Linked DNA regions of Triticum aestivum: region 2 is linked to region 1. The links are chromatin contacts, called in public Hi-C maps. All regions are on one chromosome and are shown on one strand. Each heading gives the region's core, a stretch centred on a gene start, on an enhancer-like site or on the middle of the called end of the contact. The rest is flanking DNA. Distances are from core to core; before and after follow the strand shown. Region 1 holds the start of LOC123079880 (sterol 3-beta-glucosyltransferase UGT80B1). Region 2 holds the start of LOC123079883 (polypyrimidine tract-binding protein homolog 3).

Region 1 (7,495 bases), core at 3,178-5,677:
AAGATTGGAGCAGCATTCACCTTTTCCCACTCTCTTGGGTCTCTGCAAGGCATAATAACTTCACCATATACTTTCTTGAATGCTGCAATACTATAGCATGGAGAGACAACATTCTCTGGTTTGATTCTTTCACCTCTGAGACAAGAGATGCCATGTCTACATGGTATGCCTGTTAGCTGCCAAGCTTTGCATGAACATGTGTATTTGTTTATGTCAACCTTGTACTCGCCTCTGAGTCCCAAGACAGTAAAGATGCCTTTGCCAGAAGGCAATGCCTGACAATTATTAGCCATTTCTGCATTCTTATCAAGTATCTTTGTGATCTTGGGACAAATTGTTCCACACCACTCTTCACTTTCCTTGTTCTTGCTATAAAACCTTGTCGACAATTGATTTTTGATTTTTTTGAACATGCTCATGACAGGCAGCTCTCTAGCATCAAGTATCCACCTTCATTGAGAAGAAACAAATCAGTTCAGAATGTAAATTCAAACCAGATATATCCCCGACATAGCAGCGAGATAGTGCACTATGTAGAAAAGCGATAGGAAACTTACTTATTAAAGACCTCACAATTATTGTTTAGTAGCAGGTCACACTTTGGTAATTCTTGGAAAAAGGCCCTGCACCAGGAACTTGGTTCAATTGCTTCTAAGTACTCATAAGCTTCCAGATTTAATTCCTTCATGTCATCCATGTTTTTTCTCCAGTCAATTTTATTGTACGACCTTGCAATTGCCCATAACTTGTTCTTCAGGTTCTCGCCCTTCCACTTCTTTGCAAAATTTTGGTAAAGGTGCCTCACACAAAACCTGTGTTGTCCATGAGGGAACAAAGCAGTAACGGCATTTATTAGTCCTTTTTGCCTATCACTCATCACTGTCCAAGGTGCTGTGTTCAATATGTGCAGATCATCTTTCAAAGTCTCTAGAAACCACTTCCATGTTGGTGTGTCCTCCACTTCAACTACAGCCATAGCAATGGGGAAAATACAGTTGTTTGGATCAATCCCTACAGCAGTCAACAATTGTCCACCATATTTTGTTTTAAGATGGCACCCATCAACACAAATAACAGGCCTGCATCCAGCCAAAAAGCCTCTTTTACAAGCATCTAATGACATGTAACATTGGTGGAATCTGCCATCTTTGAGTTTGATAAACATGCTACTTCCAGGGTTTGACATTCTGATCTCTTGTGCATAGTCCCACATCATCGAGTATTGTTTTCCCTCATCTCCATGAATCTGCTTTATTGCTATCCTTCTTGCTCTTGCTAGCTTGCTCCTTGTAGGGATCATGTTGTAGTCCTTCTGCACCAACCTTGCAAAATTCATCAATGTCATCTTTTCGTCTGCCCTGAAGTTCTCCAAATACTTGCCTGCTAGATATCTTGATGTGAATCCATTGACCTCCCATTCTTTACTGCAGGTGTGATCCCCCACATAAGTTTTCACCACAAAACTTGTGGTTCTGCTGTCAGGTGCTGCGAATAAATACCATGGACAGTCATCCGAGCAGTGTGCCCTAATTCTTTGTTTATCATTCTTTGCATACTTGATTGCAACTCTATTCTGAATAGCGTACTCTCGAATTGCCCTTCTAAGATCAGCTGCAGTAGGGAACTTCATACCCAATTTGAATATTGGTGCTTTCATGTCCTCTGGCTTGAAAGACCTGAGCTTCACCTTCTTCTTTTTCTTTTTCTTCCCTTTTTCCATAACAACCTCATGTTCTGATTCATTTCCCTCATTCTCTGAAGCTGGCAGTTCTAGCTCATCAGTGTCATAGTCACTATCCCTCTCGTACTGTACTGCTTTATTTTTCTTTGCTCTGAGATCCTTATTGAAGTCATCAACCCACTCCTCAAACAGATTATCATCGCCATTCTTAAAGTCATTGTCTGAGTCAGCCCAATCTTCATAACTACAATCACTATCACTATCATCACTATCACTGTCATTGTTTTTCTGCACTTGTTCTTTAGTTCTCCCTTTTTGTGCCTTGCTCTTGATCCTAGGACTACTCCTAATATAACTCTTTGTACCTTTTCTTGTGGCTTCACAGGACTCATGATATCAGGCATTGTAGGTGAGCCAATTATGCATATGTCATCCATATTCAGCTCGCTATAAATATCACCATGATCCATGTACAACTTGAAATGCTTGAACTTTGGCACAACAACAGTCATACTAAGACAGTCTGCATCTCTATCAATAATTCTCAGTCCATTATCCAAATTCATTCCAGGAAGTAACCAGAAACACTGCACTTTACTTGGATCATAGCCAAGCTGCTGCACAAAATCTTTAATCCACAGGGGCAACCAGGTTTCAACCTCACAATGATCAAAGAAATCTGTTTTGCAATCCATGTATTTCTTGTTTGCTCCAAAGCCGAGAAAAACCCAACCATGATTAATCTCTACTGAGAACAACTCCTCCTTGGGTCCTATTACATGAAAAAAAACAGAGTACATATATACATCAGCAGTACAATTTCTTTTGCATCACCACTAGTACATATATACATCAGCAGTACAATTTCAAATGGTACTATAGGTGTACATGACGAGCTTATAATGCAAAAAAAGATACCACTGTACATAACAAGGCTTCAGTTACAGCAGAGATTATATACTGCAGGAAAAATATTGCCCAAATCACCATACGCACAAGAAGATGCCCAAATCTCCATACGTACAGGAAGATGCCCAACTCTTTTGAAATAGATTTCAGTACAGACAGAAGATTTCAGTACGGGAAGAGAAGCCATATGTACATTCAGACTGAATCGACACAATATCTAAGCTGTAATGCCCAAATCGTGCCAAATCTTTGCTACTCTATTGAAATCTCTAAGCCAAAAGGGGGTGCAGCAGGGGCTGGGGTTAGGGTTCTTACCATACTCCGGAGGAGGGGTGTTGGGAAGCCGCCGTGATGGAGCCATCGGACCAGCGCCGTGGTCGGATTAGCAGCCCCGACTCCCGTCCTGCGCCTCCAATCGCTGGACATCAATCACGAACGCCGCCGGTCGCCACCATATCGCCGCCTCAGAGAGATTCGTTCGTAGAAAAGAGATGGAGGGTCTGAGAATGAGACGAGCTGAGATTTCAAGGGCTTTCCTGCAAATAAACGCTTCATTGTTTAGCCTGGTGGGCCCCTCTGGTCGATGTGGCACCGGTCCAGGTGACACGTCGGACGGTCAACGCTGCTGGGGCGACCATAGGACCTGCAGTGAACGACTCAAAATAGTTTTGGGACCCAAATCTGCACTTTGATAGTTATAGGACTAAAGTGATACACCTTGGATAGTTATAGGACCTATGATGCATTTTACTTAAGTAACATAATAGCAGTGTTATAGATTGCTTCATTTATTAGCTCATAGACTCATTTTGCCTCGGAAAGCGCTATGTTACAGTAACATATTAGAGCCAAGACGCTTTGTGAGGTTGTAAAGTGGGCCAACTAGTAATGAAGTAGTACACATATAGAACTTACTATTGTACATGCCGGCTATAAAGGTTGGCTACAGATGACATGGCAACTCCTTATAGCCGATTTTTTGAACACAGTACAGACGCAAGCGCTCATATTCACGCGCATACAAAGAATGATCTTGCAACCCATGACGAGCACGGCGGTCAGAAGTCCAGATCCTGTACTGTACCGCTAAGGCTGGTCATAGTGGGGAGTAACTTGTATTAGTGTCATGCATATGACACTAGTCTAAGTTACTACCTCCATAGTGCAAAGTAACATAGTAGTAGTGTCATAGATTGCTTCATTTATTAGCTCATAGACTCATTTTGCCTCGGAAAGCGCTATGTTACAGTAACATATTAGAGCCAAGACGCTTTGTGAGGTTGTAAGGTGGGCCAACTACTAATGAAGTAGTACACATATAGAATTTACTATTGTACATGCCAGCTACAAGGTTGGCTACAGATGATATGGCAACTCCTTATAGCCGATTTTTTTTGAACACAATACAGACGCAAGCGCTCATATACATGCGCATACACTCATCCTATGAACGCACACACGCACACCCTATCCCTATGAGCACCTCCGAAAGACTGAGCCGACATATCATCTTCAAATTTACGAAGTCACCGTAGGCACCTCATCGTCGACGGAAACGTCTTCTCTCACTGAATGCACATCGCCGAAAATCCTGAAATAAATCCGGAAATAAATGCGTGCACCAGGATTTGAACCCTGATGGGCTGGGATACTGCAGTCCCTCTAATCATCCAATCACAGGTTGATTTGCTTGCGAAGATTTTCAGCCCAAGTTGGATATTTATGTCCGAACGAGGCCCAAGTTGCTCTGTTTTTTGTTTTTTGAGGTGAACCTCTTTTTTGCCCGTACGGTCTGCTTGGTCCCGCGAGCACGTTGCCAGCTTCCAGTCGGCCAGGAGTCCATTGACTCCCCCACGCCAGCGAAAACGGCATCTGGACGGGCTCCACCCGTCCGTCGTCGCTCCCGCACCAAACGCCAGCGAGTCCACCTCCACCTCACCCTTCTCGGCAGCGAGCCGGCAGCCTCGTAGCTGCACGTCCCTCTCCGCTCCTCACCTCGCGCCGCGCCCACACTCCCGAGGGCCTCGAAGCTCCCGCCTCCACGCGGCGCGGCGCGGCCAATGCGAACGCGGCGTCGCGGGCGCCTGTAGCAGTAGCACAGCATCTTCCCCGGCCCGGTCAACCCCGTCCTCGCCTTCCACGCGGGGGGCATGGGGTGCAACGGCGAAGCATCGGTGGCCGGAGAGGGGAGCGGGAGCGGCGACCTTCGGAGGAGGAGAGGGGGCCGGGACGGGGCGGGCGCCTCGTCCTCCTCCTCCTTCGCCGAGGGGACGAGGGAGTTCGTGCTGAGCTCCATGGACGAGCGGTTCTCCGGATCGGTCGACGCCGATGGGTTCCCCTCCTCGCGTCGGGAAGGTCCGCTTCGAGATTTTGTTTTTTGCTCTGTGCCCAGTTGGGCGTGTGATTTGGTTAGGAGTCAGCATACATCAGGGGTTTACAGTCAGAAAGTCAAACCTTGCCTTGTGGAGTTGTGGTCACCAAGTTCAGTATCACTGACAACGTAAATGTCTGGCGTATTGGGTGGTTTACTTTATGAAAAAAGGGGGGCTGCCTTTATGCTTTAGCCAAGGTAACCTCCAAATATTGAAGGCAGTTCGAGCCAAGGTGTAAATTGTAGTGTTCAGTGTAGCAGGTTGCTGCTTTCGGTTTTCCAATTTCGCTCCTGCTGTAGAGAACCAGCGGACTGGTTATCATTTTGTTTTTATTTTGATTTCTGAGGTTTACTAGTTATGTTCTTCTATTTATAATTAGTATGTGCATCAATCTATTGTACTTTCAGTTCACCTTACGGAACAATGATGTTTTCAATGGAACTGTAGGGAACACCATGTAGAAATCATTTGTATCAGGTATTCATCAATATTAGTGTTGCAAAATTTGGTTCCCAATTGTATCAGGTGGGTCGACTGATGACGCCACTTTGCACTCTATTCAGAATTAAGTCATTTTCTCTTGTTAAAAAATATCTGGAAAATCGACTAATAGAACAACAGAAATGTCAACGCGCACAGTAGAACTGACTTATTCTGTACATGTGTATTTTTTGCTCTGAAACATCATTGTTCACAGCGCTGTTCTGGTTTTCTACAGGATTCGGGCATAGTAAATCCACAACTGCAACTTCTAGTCGTTTTAGAGGGCAAGATCACGCTTTTGTAAGATCATACTCCGATAGGTTGCTTAAGTGTGACCTCACGTTGGATATGCTATCAGAAAATGAGAAGGTAAGCCTGCTAGCACTTACTTTGATTGATACCTTTCCTTTGCACATTTAGTATTAGTATACCATGTGTCATTTTTCCTCAAAAACTGTTAGCACACTGTGAAATTGGTAGTCAGTCTGTACTTTTACCAGTGATGTAGTAATTTTGTTGACCTTCGAATATTAAGAGCTGGTGCTAGTGCATTCTAGTCTCCTCCAATGGAGTGATATATAGCCGCAGTTATGACTCTGTCTGCTCGGTTATGCTGGTCCTGAAAATAGATTGATGTTTGCTCTGCTGTTTACCACAATCTTGGCGGGCTAGAGCTTGGTTTTAGTTGAGAAGAATTTGTGAACATCCAGGTTCGTCATACTATTTGTTATTTCTTTGTTGTTTGGTCTTTCAGATGAAGATAATTGAGAAATTGGTAAAGATCCAGAAAGATGGCACACTGGAGGTAGATGTGACCCGTAGTGCCCTTGTCGCCTCAGAACTCTCAGAGATTGATGCTTTTGGTTCTGTGCCACGTGATGTTGAAGAAGTTAAATCTGGATTTAGCAAGTCTGTCCCAAAGTTGAAGATTGCTATACTTGTCGTTGGAACACGAGGGGATGTTCAGCCGTTTATAGCATTAGCTAAAAGACTTCAGGCAAGTGAACCTGCAACTGCCTATTAGATATCCCAAATAACAAATGGGCATTCTTGAAAATATATATGATATTTCTGTACTTTATTGGGCATTGCTGTTTAAGTTTTCATTCAAGTATATAACAATAATCATGATGTCCTACAGCATCTTCGGTCTTCGCTAATACGAAGAAATATATCTTACAATGTTGTTCCAGTTTCACGTGTAACTGTCAGAAACTAACATACTGATTTTAGTCTACCTAATATGTACATATGTCATTATATGCTCTTCCTCTTAACAGAAATAATGATATTTTTTCTGCAGGAATTTGGTCACCATGTTAGATTGGCATCTCATGTCAACTTCCGTACTTTTGTGAAGTCAGCTGGTGTGGACTTCTACCCATTGGGTGGTGATCCACGAATTATGGCCCAGTGTATGTTTTGCCGTCTATTGCCCTTATATATGCATTTGGCTATCTTTTCTTGACTAGATTGTTCTACTTTTGAGAATGTTTTGCATGTGATAGTCAACTTTTATTATTAATATAATGATAAGACATCACAACTTTTACATTGTTCTCTAAGAAACAGATGACATCTATTCCCTCCGTCCCAGAATGTAAGACGTTTTTTGGTGTAGATTTAGACGTCTTACATGTTGGGACGGACGGAGTAATTCTTAAGCAAATTAAATGTGTAAATGTGCACATAGTCATACTCGATTAGTAAGATATGCACTTTCAACTGCAGACATGACAAAAAACAAAGGGTTTTTAATGGCCGCGCCCACAGAGATTTCTGTTCAAAGAAAGCAGGTCAAGGAAATCATTTTCTCTCTTCTACCTGCATGCACAGAACCTGATTTGGATACTGGAATACCTTTCAGAGCTCAGGCAATAATAGCAAATCCTCCTGCTTTAGGTTTGTCTATCAATCACTATACTTCTCCTTAGCCTCATGTTATAAGTTTTTTGCAACCTTTGTTGATTTAATTAACATGTTTCTGACTTCTTGTACCAAACTACATGAATATCCTCTGTAATTGTGTGGCTAGTTGCCACAGTAAATA
Region 2 (7,495 bases), core at 3,412-5,911, 850 kb after region 1:
GCAAAGGTAACTATGCAGTAAGTAAGAAGATAGCAGAAGGATACCTCAGATTTTTGCTGGATCTGGTTTACCATGGCGACCTCGGCGTCCCGGCTCTTGTGTACTTGGCTGATGTAGCCAGAGACGAGCTCTCCAATGCTCAGGTTGCTGTAGTTGGAGAGGTCCAGATTCGCCCGGTGGGGCTGCAGCAACTCCCCCTTAGCGGAGCACTTGGCCAACACGGTCGGTCTCCCCGGCTCAACAAACTCCGTCCGGGTGATTACCACGTCCGGGTCGTCTGCTGGTGGAGCTGAGCCGGAGGCCTCCGGGTTAACCGAAGCTTCGGTCGTTGCCTTGGTAGTTGGGGCAGTGGCTTCAGGTGCTGTGTCCATTGGAGTGGTAGCTTCGGGGGCGGAGGCAGCTGGTGGTTCTTGAACCGTCACATCCGGCTCAGGCAAATCCGGCACTCCGGCTGATCTGGTCTTCTTTGCTCTTTTGGTGAGTTTTGCCTGGGCACTGAAAAGACAGAAGTGTTAAGCACACAAAGAGTAAGTACAGACAAAGATAATGTAAGATGGTTGTCATTACCCGGGCGCGGTCTTGAAAGTCGGAAGACTCGACTGCATAGAGTCGCCCGAAGAAGGGGAGGTCTCCTGATAATTGGAGTCAGAAGAATTGAGTGGCTGACGGATAACACCCGCCAACGGATGAAAAGGGTACAAGTGAGAAAAAACCTCAGTTCGACGCTTCCTTGTTGCGTCGGGTAACCCGGCGGAGAGATCGGTGTCCTTGTTGGTCCGGGTGTGACGCCGGCTTTCATGAACCTGTCGCTTCAAAATAAATTGAGGGTCTTGGTAAGCTAAAGGATGTGAAAAGCTTACTTTCCGGGTTACCCTTCGGACTTTCAGCTGTGGCAAGGGCTCCGAGTCGGAGGAAAGTGACATTACCTCTTCAACCACCGGGTTACTGGCGCCGGTGTCATCCTGTCAATGAGCAAGTGTTGATAAGGAAAACAGCAACAAATAACAAGTACAGCAAGAATTTAAAGGCTTGGGGGTTACCTCTGACTCGGAGCTGTCGCTTAATTGCATCAGCTCCGAAGCAGTAGGCCTGCTTCCTTTTTGCGAGGGGCGGCTTTCTTGGCGGCTTTCTTCGCCTTCCTGGCCTTCTTGGCCGCCTCATGGTCATATTTGACCCGCCAGAACTTATCATCAGCCTGAAAAATACAATGATGAATTCTCAAAACGGTTCAGATGCAGGTTATATGCAGAAGGAGATAAAACATTAAAGTCAGCGGCTTACCGCTGGGGCTGGGTTGGTCTTGCAGAAGGGGGCTAACCCGGTCCTTCCGCAGTCTGCCAGGCTCTCGTTTAAAAGAGCCTTGGTCATCTCCTCTGCAACGTCTTCTGGAAGATCATTGCGGCTGTGCCTCTGAGGGTCATCCTTTCGTCCGGTGTACTCACACATTAAGCCGGGGCGGCGGCTCAATGGGATCACCCGCCATGAGATCCAGACCCGGACCAGGTCGATTCCGTTCAGACCATTACCCAGGAGAGCTTTGATTTTGTTGATCGTGGGGAGCAGAGGCTGGCGCTCCGCTTGAGTCAGCTTGTCCGACAGTGGGTGAGTCGGCTCCAGACGTGTTGGGCGAAAGCCGGGCAGCGGGCTTTCGTCAGCCGGGGATGTATCTTGGCAGTAGAACCAAGTCATGTTCCAATCCTTTGGGTGGCTCGGCGGCTCTGCGTAAGGGAAAAGACAGTCCCTACGCCGCTGGATGGAGATGCCACCTAACTCCAGACTTGGCCCATTGGCACACTCATTCTGACGGTTTAAGTAAAACAGCTCTCTGAAGAGCAGCAGACTCGGCTCTTCTCCAAGGTAAACCTCGCAGAAGACTTGGAAATTGCAGATGTTGGACACTGAGTTGGGTCCTATGTCTTGGGGCCGCAAGTCGAAGAAATTGAGCACGTCCCTAAAAAACTTTGAGCCGGGCGGTGCAAAGCCCCGGCTCATGTGATCTGCAAAAATCACTACCTCCCCATCCTTTGGCTGTGGCCTTTCTTCTGACGGGTCAGGGGCACGGTAGGACATGATGTCTTTCTTGGGCAGATATCCTGACTTAACAAAATCAGCTAGGGTCTCGTTGGTCACGTTGGACCTCATCCAGTTGCAAGTGATGGGAGCCTTGGGAGGCATGGTGAAAGTTGGCAGTCTATGACAAAAAGGAAAATGTCCGGGTTAATTATAAGCCGGAGATCTACAGTTCCAAACTAAGGTGGCGGCTTATGAAGGGGACTAATGATATATACTCAGGTACAGTGGGTTACTTAAGCCGCAGGGGCATTCAGAATAAGTTGATTATCTACGGCCTTATCACAGTTAAGCCGGAGGAATCTACGAAGCATGGTTTTCTTTAAACCGGAGGATTCTACAGCGCGTGGTTTCTTTAAACCGGAATTATAAGCCGCCAAGATTCAATGGTTGCAGTTTTTACTAAGTGTGGTAAAACAGGTTTCACATACTGCAGTAACTTTTTTGGATCAAAATGGTCGGTCCAAAGAAAATTTTCTAGACCTAAAATACGGGCACAGGGGATGTTCTTGAGCTCGAACGAAGCATTCATGCAGTAGAAAGAGATCTACGGGCATTTGAAATGAGTCCTAAACAACTGCCGCACTAGTTCTATACAAGGCTAAAGATCAAACAAGGGCAGTGACTAGGAGAACTACCGAAGCTTGTGGCAATGGCGAAGAACACGGACGAACCCTATGGTAGATCTATCCTACAGGACAAGCAAGACTTACCGGAGCTGGAGAGCCGCGGAGGTTGTCACGTTTCTCTGGTCCGTTCAGGGTGATGCAGCGGCCTGAGCTGGTGACGACGAGGAGACCCGCGGCGGCGACGGCGGCGGAGCTCGAGCAGCACGGGACAGTGAGAGGAGGAAGATGACAGAGAAGGGAGCGTGAGAAGAGCCCGTCGGGCCGGCCTATTTATAAGGCAAGGTCATAAGTGGGCGCGAGATTCAAGGAGACCACGGCGTGGTTATCTCCCCACGGAACGCCTCGATTTTCGGGATGACAGTAAAGAGAAAGATCCGTTGCGGATCTGGCGGAGTAAAAAACGGACTTAATGGAGGATGACGTCACGGCGGATTATCCGGAGTCCAGAGGATGACGTCACGCCGGGTTATGGCCTTCACATGAATGGTAAGCCGGAGATTTTTTCTGTCAGAAGAGTTGAAGATTGACATGAGCCGGCTCAAATCAATCTGGGGCCTAATGTTGAGGATATAGACCTTAGAGTCACCCGCCAGGAGGGGCCGGGTTACTCGTATGGTCATTACCAGAAGCCCGGAGCCAAGCTTGAAGACGATGGGCCAGAGATGGGCTAAGACCCGGATATGGCTTAAGGCCCGTAATTACAATCATTGTTATGATAGAACTTGTAGTGTAAGGCAAGAATAGTTGAGAGTCCGAGCCGGACACTCTTATGAGCCGCCCGGGACTCTGAGAGTTGCAGGGCGTCAGCCTCCTTATATAAAGGGACGACCCAGCAGCGGTTGAGGGGCGACAACAATCTCATCGAGAGCCGGACATAGCTGTTTAGCTCCCTGGTGATCGTAACCCTAATCAATACCACCTCAAACTGGACGTAGGCTTTTACCTTCACCGTAAGGGGCCGAACCAGTATAAACCCTCGTGTTCCTTGTCCCGCATTAACCCTTCAAGCTTCCTAGTTGCGATGGCTCCACGACTAAGTCCTAGCTCGAGGACATCTGTCGTGACAATTCCACGACAGGTCCGTCGAGGCCATGGTAGGGCTTCCGATGGCGGTAGACTCATAGGTGAAGGACCCGTTTCACTTTTTGGTGCGCTGTCATGCGGGTGCAGGGGACAAAGTGTTGTTTTCGAAAGATCGTTGGCTTCAAGCGTCGCGTCACAAAAATCTCCCCAACGATGACAACTGTTATTTCGTATTATTGGGCGGTCAGGGATGGACTGTTGTTGTCGTTGGGCTACTGACATGGAGGGGAGCTGCTCTTTGAGGGCTTGGTTCAGTTTATACGCCTATGACAGATTATCTTGGAGGTACAATTGAACCCTCGGGTAGTGACTTTGCTATTTGGAAAGGGTTGAAATATATACCACCAGTCGAGCTCCCCGCAGTCCCATGATGGGTTGGATCACACCCCACGTATTGCGCATCCGCCATGGTTGGAGCCATACCCGAGCTTGGGCCCGCTCCCAAGATCCCTGACTCGGCTGCATGCACCCTACCGGCATGTACCACAGTCAATCTCTCTGCGTACCACCACCCCGCCCATGGTGCACCTGCGACGACGCTTTAAACGACGAGGTCGAGACCTGCAACCGATCCCGAACCCTAGCAAAATGGCAAGGGAAGTTGACAATATCCCCGTTGTCAACTGACTCCCCGACCCGAAGGGAACGTGCCGTCACGCCCCTGGTGTCCTGGAGCACGAGGCGGAGAGCGTCCCGGCGAAGTCAGAGCTCCCCGTCGACGAGAGTCACGGTGCGCGGGCACAATATTTTTTGCTACCAAAATGCTCACCAAAATTTTCCCAATGGAACCAAGCAAGTCCGCAAAGGCACAGGTGACAGGACCCTTGCTTCCACGAGTGCGTGCGTACAGCCGTCAAAGCTTGTCGGTCTCTCGGGCTCGCTCGCCCCCTGCCCCCGTCAAACAGAAACAGGCGTGCGCTCGCCCACCTAATCCCAAATCCAAACAAATCCGGCTCCTCTCAAATCCCCCGGTTCTCCATCCGTCCATCCCTCCCCCCTCCTCTCCTCTCCCCCGTCTTGTTTTACCGAGCGATCCCCCCAGCGAGCTAAACCCTAGATCCTCCGCCCAACCGCTAAAACCCTAGCAGGCGAAGGTACGGCTCCTCCCCGCCCCCTCTCGCGCTCGCCTCCTCGGCTGTACGGATCGAGCCAACTTGTTTCTCGAACCCTAGTGGACTAATCTGTTCTTCGTTGGATTGCTCTTGTTTTGCTGCCTGCGATTGCAGTTCGTGTGTCCGGGGCAAGGATGGCCGAGCCCTCCAGGGTGATCCACATCCGGAACGTCGGGCATGAGATCTCCGAGGTGAGTGAATCCTGGCCCCCTTTCCCGAGCTGCTCGGCGGAATTCCTCGCCCGGATTGCTCTGTTGTCCGGTTCAAAGTTTGATCTTTTCGGTCTTCTCGTTGCGTGCAGACTGACCTGCTCCAGGTGGTGCAGCCGTTTGGCGCGGTCGCCAAGCTCGTCATGCTGCGGACCAAGAACCAGGTGCCCTCTCGGCCTCAGCCGTAGTTTCATTAGGTGGATGGATGCGCGCTTCTTGCAGTTTTGTGTGATTGTAATGTGGCGTTTGTGCCGCTGCTACTGCAGGCCCTTGTCCAGATGGAGGACCTGTCTGCTTCAATTAGCGCCATCCAATACTACACTACGATTCAACCTAGCGTGAGGTAATCTTCTTCTTGGACCTTATGTGGGCGCATCCTAAAGAATTTTCCTCTTGGTGCTTCAGTGTCAGCCGTTTTCTGTCTGTAGAGTTACTTTTTGAGTTATGTTTCTGTGTGTTGCTATTATTATCCACAATAGCAGAGAGTTATGTCATTGTCATACTTAATGTTGTTATGCTTCCATTAATTTTTTACTTAACGTTGCTATGCTTCCATTATAATTTACAAAATCAGATAGTGATGTCAGTTTTCATGCCATATCAGGGGAAGAAACGTATACTTGCAGTACTCATCTCACCAGGAACTGACTACTGATCAGAGCTCTCATGGACGGAATCCTGATCAGGTACATAATTATCCAGTTGCACTTTGGGTTCTATACTCTATTAGCATGATTGCTTTTCTATAGGTAATCAGCTGTTTTGTGCATTTCTGTAATCTATGATCTCTGCATGTAAACATATTGGCCTGTTTTCATTCCTTCTACTTAGAGTGTGGGTTGCTCTTCTCTAATATAACATTATGGGTTCTTGCTTCACAGTATATACCAACCTAAATGACCAAGAGTTTAAAAATGAACAGCTGGCTTTTCAAAAATATTATATGCACGTTGTAATGAGGTACTGATGCAAGAAAAAAAATCATCATTTCTTAGAAGAGATCATCACACATTAGAAAGTTAGTTGGCCCTCGTTCAGAACTTTGAAGCCTATAAGCTCTTACCCAACTGCATATGATGGTTTAGTTGCATCCATTTATCAGTTTTTGAATCTTTTGGGCCTTGAATTGTTCGTCGTGATATACATTCTTGGACATAATGTGTATGTTTTCCCATGAAATAGGTGCTTGCTCAAATCTATTTTTATTGTTCGGGCCTTTCAAAGTGTGCTGCTAAAAAATATTCTTTTGTCGTGCCAGCAACCATGTAATATTACTGTTACTGATTAATTAAGAAATTAAAAGAAAAGTAAAATAAGTCATTCCATATAAAATGTAATAACTTTTCATACTGTTGTTATTTTCACCTACTTTTTCATCATTTGCTGTAGCTTACTGATTTAGTTTACATGCTCTCTCTACTCTCTTCTATTCCAACTAGATACCTATTCTTCTCTATTCATTCTTCTCTCTCTCTCCTCTATTCTTTCTCGGTACTCGTCTGCTGCTGGGCCTCAGGATGAACCCAACCGAATTCTCTTAGTTACCGTTCATCATATGCTCTATCCTATGACCGTCGAGGTGCTTCATCAAGTGTTTTCTCCTTATGGATTTGTGGAGAAGATTGTCACATTTCAAAAGACTGCTGGTCAGATTCTTCCCGTCTCTAATTCTCACTCTTCTTGTATTTCATGCATGCTTATTTTCTTCTTAGTATCATGCAATTGACGATGTGTTTTTCATGTTGCTTTCAACTGCATATATTTTTTTAAAATCTAGCCATTTCCTAGCACAGTAGAACATATCCTTTTCCACTAGAATTATCAATAAGTTACCACATGTTGAATAGAAGGACTCGTGTTTGCTATTACAATACTCATTTTTGGTGATGTAGGTTTTCAAGCCCTTATACAGTTTCAGTCACGCCAGAGTGCAATACAAGCAGCTGGTGCTTTGCATGTAAGTCTCCTGTTGCATATACAACTTTCAGAACTTAATGTCCAGATGCTTTTGCTATGAATCTCTTGACATCCACCAAAATAAATAATTTCAGGGACGGAACATTTATGATGGTTGCTGCCAGTTAGATATTCAGTACTCAAAGTATGTCTTCAAGCAGTTCCCCTGTTTTTCTTTTGTAACATTTAACTCCTGAGCCTGATCTTATTTTCTTGAATTCCCAGTCTCAGCGAGTTGCAAGTTCACTACAACAATGATAGATCTAGGTAAGATGACTTATTTTTTATAAGTTTGGTTTGGTTTATTTTTTATTAGTTTGGTTGAGCAGCTAGTAGAAGTTGCTTCCATCCATAATAGATTTCACTACATTATGGTTTCTCAAGTGAATGTTGTATGTGATTATACATCTATTTTATTCCTTGTTATATATAGATT

Evidence for each region. Hi-C and Micro-C count contacts between places; a contact is called where the count stands out from the background.
Region 2: a Hi-C map of leaf shows a contact between it and region 1, with 4 times the contacts expected there. The contact joins the promoter of LOC123079883 here to the promoter of LOC123079880 in region 1. A contact is called at or near these places in 2 of 5 Hi-C or Micro-C datasets (both in leaf).

The regions. Positions count from the first base shown.
Region 1 is chr3D:485,916,511-485,924,005 of IWGSC CS RefSeq v2.1, forward strand. It overlaps LOC123079880 (sterol 3-beta-glucosyltransferase UGT80B1), which reads left to right and starts at 4,428. Exons shown (of 14, transcript XM_044502707.1): 1 at 4,428-4,945; 2 at 5,681-5,814; 3 at 6,200-6,442; 4 at 6,749-6,860; 5 at 7,177-7,347. The coding sequence starts at 4,741.
Region 2 is chr3D:486,762,153-486,769,647 of IWGSC CS RefSeq v2.1, forward strand. It overlaps LOC123079883 (polypyrimidine tract-binding protein homolog 3), which reads left to right and starts at 4,662. Exons shown (of 15, transcript XM_044502712.1): 1 at 4,662-4,876; 2 at 5,009-5,085; 3 at 5,196-5,267; 4 at 5,370-5,446; 5 at 5,708-5,789; 6 at 6,620-6,749; 7 at 6,996-7,060; 8 at 7,155-7,204; 9 at 7,285-7,326. The coding sequence starts at 5,029.